3 separate regions of the Mus musculus genome follow, and all the other regions are linked to region 3. Evidence: chromatin contacts called from public HiChIP or PLAC-seq data. All regions are on one chromosome and are shown on one strand. Each heading gives the region's core, a stretch centred on a gene start, on an enhancer-like site or on the middle of the called end of the contact. The rest is flanking DNA. Distances are from core to core; before and after follow the strand shown.

Evidence for each region. HiChIP or PLAC-seq counts read pairs in DNA pulled down with a chosen protein or histone mark.
Region 1: a contact with region 3 is called in an H3K4me3 HiChIP or PLAC-seq map of bone marrow-derived macrophages, with 2.3 times the contacts expected there. The contact joins the promoter of Sost here to the promoter of Tmem101 in region 3. A contact is called at or near these places in 2 of 39 promoter capture datasets (the 3T3-L1 cell line and embryonic stem cells), 2 of 115 datasets of contacts at active chromatin or transcription factors (bone marrow-derived macrophages and neural tube) and 3 of 9 other capture datasets (adipose tissue, liver and pancreatic islet).
Region 2: a contact with region 3 is called in a FOXA1 HiChIP or PLAC-seq map of pancreatic cancer cells. The contact joins the promoter of Bloodlinc here to the promoter of Tmem101 in region 3. A contact is called at or near these places in 3 of 39 promoter capture datasets (hematopoietic stem and progenitor cells, liver and pre-B cells), 3 of 115 datasets of contacts at active chromatin or transcription factors (embryonic stem cells, intestinal villus epithelium and pancreatic cancer cells) and 2 of 9 other capture datasets (liver and pancreatic islet).

What each region holds. Positions count from the first base shown.
Region 1 is chr11:101,965,618-101,968,317 of GRCm38.p6, reverse strand. It overlaps Sost (sclerostin), which reads left to right and starts at 1,303. Exons shown (of 2, transcript NM_024449.6): 1 at 1,303-1,558. The coding sequence starts at 1,345.
Region 2 is chr11:102,375,750-102,378,449 of GRCm38.p6, reverse strand. It overlaps Bloodlinc (Bloodlinc, erythroid developmental long intergenic non-protein coding transcript), which reads left to right and starts at 1,430. Exons shown (of 3, transcript NR_131196.1): 1 at 1,430-1,647; 2 at 2,029-2,147; 3 at 2,560-2,700. It overlaps Gm34253 (predicted gene, 34253), which reads right to left. Exons shown (of 3, transcript NR_166821.1): 2 at 508-679.
Region 3 is chr11:102,155,151-102,157,850 of GRCm38.p6, reverse strand. It overlaps Tmem101 (transmembrane protein 101), which reads left to right and starts at 1,444. Exons shown (of 4, transcript NM_029649.2): 1 at 1,444-1,643; 2 at 1,947-2,127. The coding sequence starts at 1,507.

The sequences.
Region 1 (2,700 bases), core at 54-2,553, 190 kb after region 3:
GTGCTTAGATAGACCTGAGATGGCTTTCTGATTTATATATATATATCCATCCCTTGGATCTTACATCTAGGACCCAGAGCTGTTTGTGATACCATAAGAGGCTGGGGAGATGATATGGTAAGAGTGCTTGCTGTACAAGCATGAAGACATGAGTTCGAATCCCCAGCAACCATGTGGAAAAATAACCTTCTAACCTCAGAGTTGAGGGGAAAGGCAGGTGGATTCTGGGGGCTTACTGGCCAGCTAGCCAGCCTAACCTAAATGTCTCAGTCAGAGATCCTGTCTCAGGGAATAACTTGGGAGAATGACTGAGAAAGACACCTCCTCAGGTCTCCCATGCACCCACACAGACACACGGGGGGGGGGGTAATGTAATAAGCTAAGAAATAATGAGGGAAATGATTTTTTGCTAAGAAATGAAATTCTGTGTTGGCCGCAAGAAGCCTGGCCAGGGAAGGAACTGCCTTTGGCACACCAGCCTATAAGTCACCATGAGTTCCCTGGCTAAGAATCACATGTAATGGAGCCCAGGTCCCTCTTGCCTGGTGGTTGCCTCTCCCACTGGTTTTGAAGAGAAATTCAAGAGAGATCTCCTTGGTCAGAATTGTAGGTGCTGAGCAATGTGGAGCTGGGGTCAATGGGATTCCTTTAAAGGCATCCTTCCCAGGGCTGGGTCATACTTCAATAGTAGGGTGCTTGCACAGCAAGCGTGAGACCCTAGGTTAGAGTCCCCAGAATCTGCCCCCAACCCCCCAAAAAGGCATCCTTCTGCCTCTGGGTGGGTGGGGGGAGCAAACACCTTTAACTAAGACCATTAGCTGGCAGGGGTAACAAATGACCTTGGCTAGAGGAATTTGGTCAAGCTGGATTCCGCCTTCTGTAGAAGCCCCACTTGTTTCCTTTGTTAAGCTGGCCCACAGTTTGTTTTGAGAATGCCTGAGGGGCCCAGGGAGCCAGACAATTAAAAGCCAAGCTCATTTTGATATCTGAAAACCACAGCCTGACTGCCCTGCCCGTGGGAGGTACTGGGAGAGCTGGCTGTGTCCCTGCCTCACCAACGCCCCCCCCCCCAACACACACTCCTCGGGTCACCTGGGAGGTGCCAGCAGCAATTTGGAAGTTTACTGAGCTTGAGAAGTCTTGGGAGGGCTGACGCTAAGCACACCCCTTCTCCACCCCCCCCACCCCACCCCCGTGAGGAGGAGGGTGAGGAAACATGGGACCAGCCCTGCTCCAGCCCGTCCTTATTGGCTGGCATGAGGCAGAGGGGGCTTTAAAAAGGCAACCGTATCTAGGCTGGACACTGGAGCCTGTGCTACCGAGTGCCCTCCTCCACCTGGCAGCATGCAGCCCTCACTAGCCCCGTGCCTCATCTGCCTACTTGTGCACGCTGCCTTCTGTGCTGTGGAGGGCCAGGGGTGGCAAGCCTTCAGGAATGATGCCACAGAGGTCATCCCAGGGCTTGGAGAGTACCCCGAGCCTCCTCCTGAGAACAACCAGACCATGAACCGGGCGGAGAATGGAGGCAGACCTCCCCACCATCCCTATGACGCCAAAGGTACGGGATGAAGAAGCACATTAGTGGGGGGGGGGGTCCTGGGAGGTGACTGGGGTGGTTTTAGCATCTTCTTCAGAGGTTTGTGTGGGTGGCTAGCCTCTGCTACATCAGGGCAGGGACACATTTGCCTGGAAGAATACTAGCACAGCATTAGAACCTGGAGGGCAGCATTGGGGGGCTGGTAGAGAGCACCCAAGGCAGGGTGGAGGCTGAGGTCAGCCGAAGCTGGCATTAACACGGGCATGGGCTTGTATGATGGTCCAGAGAATCTCCTCCTAAGGATGAGGACACAGGTCAGATCTAGCTGCTGACCAGTGGGGAAGTGATATGGTGAGGCTGGATGCCAGATGCCATCCATGGCTGTACTATATCCCACATGACCACCACATGAGGTAAAGAAGGCCCCAGCTTGAAGATGGAGAAACCGAGAGGCTCCTGAGATAAAGTCACCTGGGAGTAAGAAGAGCTGAGACTGGAAGCTGGTTTGATCCAGATGCAAGGCAACCCTAGATTGGGTTTGGGTGGGAACCTGAAGCCAGGAGGAATCCCTTTAGTTCCCCCTTGCCCAGGGTCTGCTCAATGAGCCCAGAGGGTTAGCATTAAAAGAACAGGGTTTGTAGGTGGCATGTGACATGAGGGGCAGCTGAGTGAAATGTCCCCTGTATGAGCACAGGTGGCACCACTTGCCCTGAGCTTGCACCCTGACCCCAGCTTTGCCTCATTCCTGAGGACAGCAGAAACTGTGGAGGCAGAGCCAGCACAGAGAGATGCCTGGGGTGGGGGTGGGGGTATCACGCACGGAACTAGCAGCAATGAATGGGGTGGGGTGGCAGCTGGAGGGACACTCCAGAGAAATGACCTTGCTGGTCACCATTTGTGTGGGAGGAGAGCTCATTTTCCAGCTTGCCACCACATGCTGTCCCTCCTGTCTCCTAGCCAGTAAGGGATGTGGAGGAAAGGGCCACCCCAAAGGAGCATGCAATGCAGTCACGTTTTTGCAGAGGAAGTGCTTGACCTAAGGGCACTATTCTTGGAAAGCCCCAAAACTAGTCCTTCCCTGGGCAAACAGGCCTCCCCCACATACCACCTCTGCAGGGGTGAGTAAATTAAGCCAGCCACAGAAGGGTGGCAAGGCCTACACC
Region 2 (2,700 bases), core at 181-2,680, 220 kb before region 3:
CCCTGGCTGTCCTGGAGCTCACTTTGTAGACCAGGCTGGCTTCGAACTCAGAGATCCACCTGCCTCTGCCTCCCGAATGCTGGGATTAAAGGCATGTGCCACCACTCCTGGCTCCAGCCATTTTTTTTTTTTTTTTCCTGAGAGGAAGCAGGGGTTTTCACTGACCTAGAACTTGCCAAGAAGGCTAGGCTGTACGACCAGCAAGCCCCGTGAATCTGCCTCTCTCTGTCTCCCCATGCTAGGATTACAAACATACACCACCATTCCCATTTTTCTGAGAAACATGGATTCTGGGTCTTGAACTCAGATCCTTGTACTTGCAAGGCAAACGCTTTACCAATTGAGCCTCTGTTCTGTATCTTCATTACTTTGCAGCACATTCTACAAACACTAACTGAGCATTCCCGACATGTGGTGGCCTGTGCCAATCATACAAACCTGTTAAAGGAAGGAAGGAACAATAAAGAGAGAAATTCTTGGTTATAGGGCGGGGAGGTAAACACTGACCTACTTACAGCCACCGGAAACGACAAGCTCCAACTGCAGCCAACTGCGGCCAGAAGATCCTCCGGGTACATACATGGAAGTCAATGGGCATTGGCAGTAATCGGCTAAGGAAAGCGGGAGTCCTACATACACTTGCCGGTGCTAGTTTGACCCACATGCGTGGACCAGTCAGCTGAGAAAGGACATTGAAGAAGGCCAGGTTATGAGTGAGCAGAATGGCTGGCGAAGATAGATTAGGAAAGATGAACTTGGTGGAGTGATGTGGGGAGGTGATAAGAGGAAAATGAGAACGCTAAATAGATGGAGATGATAATATGGTATGGGGGCCACAAAGCAGACATTCCCAAGAGCTGAGCGCCGCCTGTGTCAAATGCTACAACGAATGAGGAGCTGGGCAGCGTGGGTGTGTGCAGAACCTGGTGGTGAGTAGGTTAAACATAGTGTGGAGAGAAAGGGTTGAAGTCAGCAGCTTCGTTAGAAGCGAGCAAGTTCAGCGAGTGCCTTTATGGGGTGCTAGGCTATGAGCAGAGCAGAAAGTTGTTTCCACGGGATAGACTGGACCTTCTTCGCGGGCTTCTTTAGGGGCAGTAAACAGCATGAGCCCCCTGGAGGCCAGGTGGTGTAATTACCAAGGAGTTTTCAAGGTTGGGGGAGGGGAGAACATTTACTCGCGTCAATATTTCCTCTTACAAATTTGAGAGGAGAGAGAGTTCTCAATTCGACTCCCTTGAACTTGATTTCTTGTCCACTTTATTCACCTTATAAATTAATAAACCATAGATTTTCTTTTCTTTCTTTTCTCTTTCTTTCTTTCTTTCTTTCTTTTTTTTTTTTTTTGAGACAGAGTCTATCTCTATGTAGTCCTGGCTGCCCAGGAAACTGTATGGATGTCTGTGTAAGAGTGCCAGAAGCCCTGGAACTGGAGTTGTAGATAGGTGTGAGCTGTCATGTGGGTGCTGGATCCCGGTGCTCTTAGCTGCTGAGCTATCTCTCCAGACTCCATCCTGACTTTCTTTTTTCTCTAAGGATATAGAATTCACTTGCTCCCAGCACTTTCACTTCCTCCGTTTGGGACTAGGTTAGAGAGCATCTCTGGGTGCTGCCATAGTTAGTGGGAGCCTCCAGCAGGGATGAGCCTGGGTGAGTGTGCATACATGGGGGTCCATTCCCCCAAGACTAGGCTAGGCTGGGAGAGGAGGTGGAAGGTCTGTACGGAGCAGGTCCCGGTAGTCCTTGACAGCTGTTCTCTGGGCTCTCCCATCTGCACTGGGAAAGAGAGCCTCCAGGCTGGTGAGCTGTGCTCAGTGGCTGACTGAGCGCCTTTAGTAAGCTGTTTACATCTCTGCTGAATCACAGGAGGGAATCCCGGTTCACTCTTGGGAGTTTTGCCACCAAAATGTTGCAGGACTTTATGTCGTGGAGGTCCCCAGGGACTCTGAGCGTCTGTATGTTTACCCCACTCTCCCCCACCCAGTCTTAGCTTGGCTTTTGTGCTTTTGTGTCTCTTTCTGTGGCTCCTAGCACTCATCAGCATGAGTAAAGCAAACGCTTGCTGACTGACACCTGGATGGATAAAGGAACCAATTCCTGTCACAAGAGTGGAAGCTAAACAAGCCTTCAGCCTGTTTTCTGAGCCTATGGTGAGGAGGCTCAGGCTGGATACCACGTCCTCTGTCTTCTGCCAGGCTGTCATCAGACTCAGCACTTTGCCTCTAAAACAAGACACCTCAAGAGATTGGGTAGCTGACAGGATTGGGACCCCAAAGAGGAGCACCCCGTAGTCATTATCCTACTCCCCACCCAGGAACCCTACCTTCCCCAGCTTCACTGGCCAGGAACCAGGAGTTGCAGTCAGCGGGGAAAGGCACAAGCCCGGGGCCTCAGCTCTGATTGGCTGCCCTAAGGTCTGTTCAAAAACAAACAAGCTGAGCGCCTGAAGGGAGGGGAGTTTGGACCTGGAGGCCTCCTTTTCTCTCCGCCCTTCGCCCTTCGCCTTTCCAGGGACAGCTGAGTCACTGAGCCCTGTCCGTTTGCTCTCTCCTTCACCTACAGAAAGACGGAGGCACAGGGACTGAAGGAACGGAGTTGAGGTTTCACCTTCGAGGGTTCCCCAGACCCGACCCACCAGCTGCGATTGAGATGGGCACAGCTCAGGGCTCCAGTTTGAGACACTCCACTGCCTGGGCTCAGGAG
Region 3 (2,700 bases), core at 195-2,694:
ACCCGGGCCTTTTTTCATTCCCCTTGTCTATTATCCATGCCCAATTTGTATCTACACAGTCCTATTTCCCAGTTCTTTGATATACTTAGTCTTTGTTTAAAGAAAGAGGAGGAGGAGGAGGAGGAGGAGGAGGAGGAGGAGGAATGTGAGATGAGCATGGTGACTTTAATTCTAGCACTCAGGAGGCACAGGCAGGCAGAGCTGTAGGTTTAATATTTAATGATGGTTCTTAAATGCTTTAACCTCCCTTTTAGCCAACCACCCACCAGAGTTAGGGAAAGAAAGGATATGGGGGAGGTGGACATGTTTAGAAAGGTTCTTGGGAGCAACTCCCATCTGTGTTGTATGGATACGTAGGTCTCTCCTCTTTTCTTAGGAGACAAAAGCAGCAAGACCAAAAGAGAGGTGACTTAGAGACAAGAGGACTCCTTACTTTAAAAGTTCGGCCAAAGACAGCAAAGACAGAGAATTCTCTCTGGGGTCTGTATCACACCCTTTTATGGGACCCTTATTATCTGCCAAACCACCTTTGCTACATTTAAGTCTCCCAGCAGTGATGAGGTGGAAAGCCATTATCCCCATCTCACACTTGAGTCTCCATTTAGATGACACAGGATCGGTTTTCAGCTTGGAGTCCAGGTCTGGTTATGTCCAGAGTCGGTTGCTTCCATACATCAAGCTGTGTTCCAGGATTTCTGATGTTTCAACCCCATGCTCCTTGCTCCTGTCCCATTTTGAGAGTACAAAGAACACCGGCTTTTGTTTCAGAGATCCTGACTTCAGTCCCCAGCAACCTTAGTGGCTCACAACCATCTATGATAGGATCTGATGCCCCTTTCTGTCATGCAGGCATACATGTAAATAGAATATTCATATACATAAATAAACAAATCAGAGCTGGAGAGATGGCTCAGCACTTAAGAGCACTGACTTCCAGAGGTCCTGAGTTGAATTCTCAGCAACCACATGATGGTATACAACCAACTGTAATGAGATCTGATGCCCTGATGGTGTGTCAGAAGACAGCGACAGTACACTCATAAATAAAATAAATAAAAATTCTTAAAAAAATAAACAAGTGGTCTATATTTTGTTTTTAATGTATGAGTGTTCTGTTTTCACGTACACCGGTATGCCAGAAGAGGGCATCAGATCCCTTTAAAGACGGTTGTAAACCACCTTGTGGTTGCTGGGAATTGAACTCAGGAGCTCTGGAAGAGCAGCAGTGTCCTTAACCGCTGAAACATCTCACCAGCCCCTAAACAAATCTTTTCTTTTTAAAGGGAAAGAAAGGGCAAATTGAAGCTCTGAGTTCTCTTCATGGGGAGCGTTCAGAAAGGCTGACTCCTCCTTCTAGAACACATTTTTCCCACCCGGAACTAGGGAGCAAGAGCTTTGTTTCCCGACGAAAAGAAAAACAGTCAGGGACCGGAAGTTGCCTGTATCATTCCCCGCTGCTGGTCTCCCGGACCCGGCTGAGGCCGTAGCGGACTGCCCTTTCCCAAGATGGCTTCGAAGATTGGATCGAGACGCTGGATGCTGCAGCTGATCATGCAGCTGGGTTCCGTGCTGCTCACGCGCTGCCCCTTTTGGGGCTGCTTCAGCCAACTTATGTTGTACGCTGAAAGGGCCGAGGCGCGCCGGTGAGCGCGCCCACGAAGTCGTCGAATGCGGTGGGGGGCGGTCCGACCTGTCCCAGGAACTGGGGTGCGGTGATGTTGGGGCCCAGAAGTCGGGATACTTAGACTGGGAGGAATTGGTACTCAAACAGGTTGGAAGATGCTCTCTTTCGATTGTACGGCCATTACTGATGTGGCGGCGGCTCCGGCAGTGAGAAGGATCTCGGGTTTTTGGGGGGCAGTGGCGATTGCAGGAACTTACAGAGGTCCCCAGATACTTACTCTCTATTCATTCTGTCCTCCTTGTTCCCTACACTCGATCCACAGGAAGCCCGACATCCCAGTGCCTTATCTATATTTCGACATGGGGGCAGCTGTGTTGTGTGCTAGCTTCATGTCCTTCGGAGTGAAGCGGCGTTGGTTTGCGTTGGGCGCCGCGCTGCAGCTAGCCATCAGCACCTACACCGCTTACATCGGGGGCTATGTCCACTACGGGGACTGGCTAAAGGTGAGCACGGGGACTCTAGACGAGATTTAGCTATGGGAAGGAGCTGAAGGTTCCTGATGTATGTGGTGGGCATGTATGGTACTCCTGAACTTGAAGCCCGGGAAAACTGAGGTACTAGGTTTGCAGCAGTTTTGTGGCAATCATTACAGACCACAGACGTGTCAGACCCATAGAGACCACACCGACCTCCCTTGTAGACTGTGAAAAGGGAGGTCCAGAGATGGAAAATGGACTCTCCCAAAATCATGCCACAGTGTATGGAAGGGATCGGTAACCCAGAGTTATCTGATTCTCAGAATCTTTTAAACCATTACTTTATTGGTGTCAGACTTGTAAAACAAAAGAGGCCTTGGAGAATATCTGGTCTACCCATCAGGTTTTATGAAATGTGATTAATACTAGTGCAGAATTTGTGCCTTCAAATGCAGATGCTTATACCGGCTACTGGTAGCCTAGAGGTGAGGTAGCTTGGAGGCAGGGTCCGAAAGGATCAGACTGTCAGTCTAGTAGGGGAGGCAGGTGTGAACAGCTATGGGATAGTGGGCCTATTTGTTTTGCATTGTTTTGTTTCTA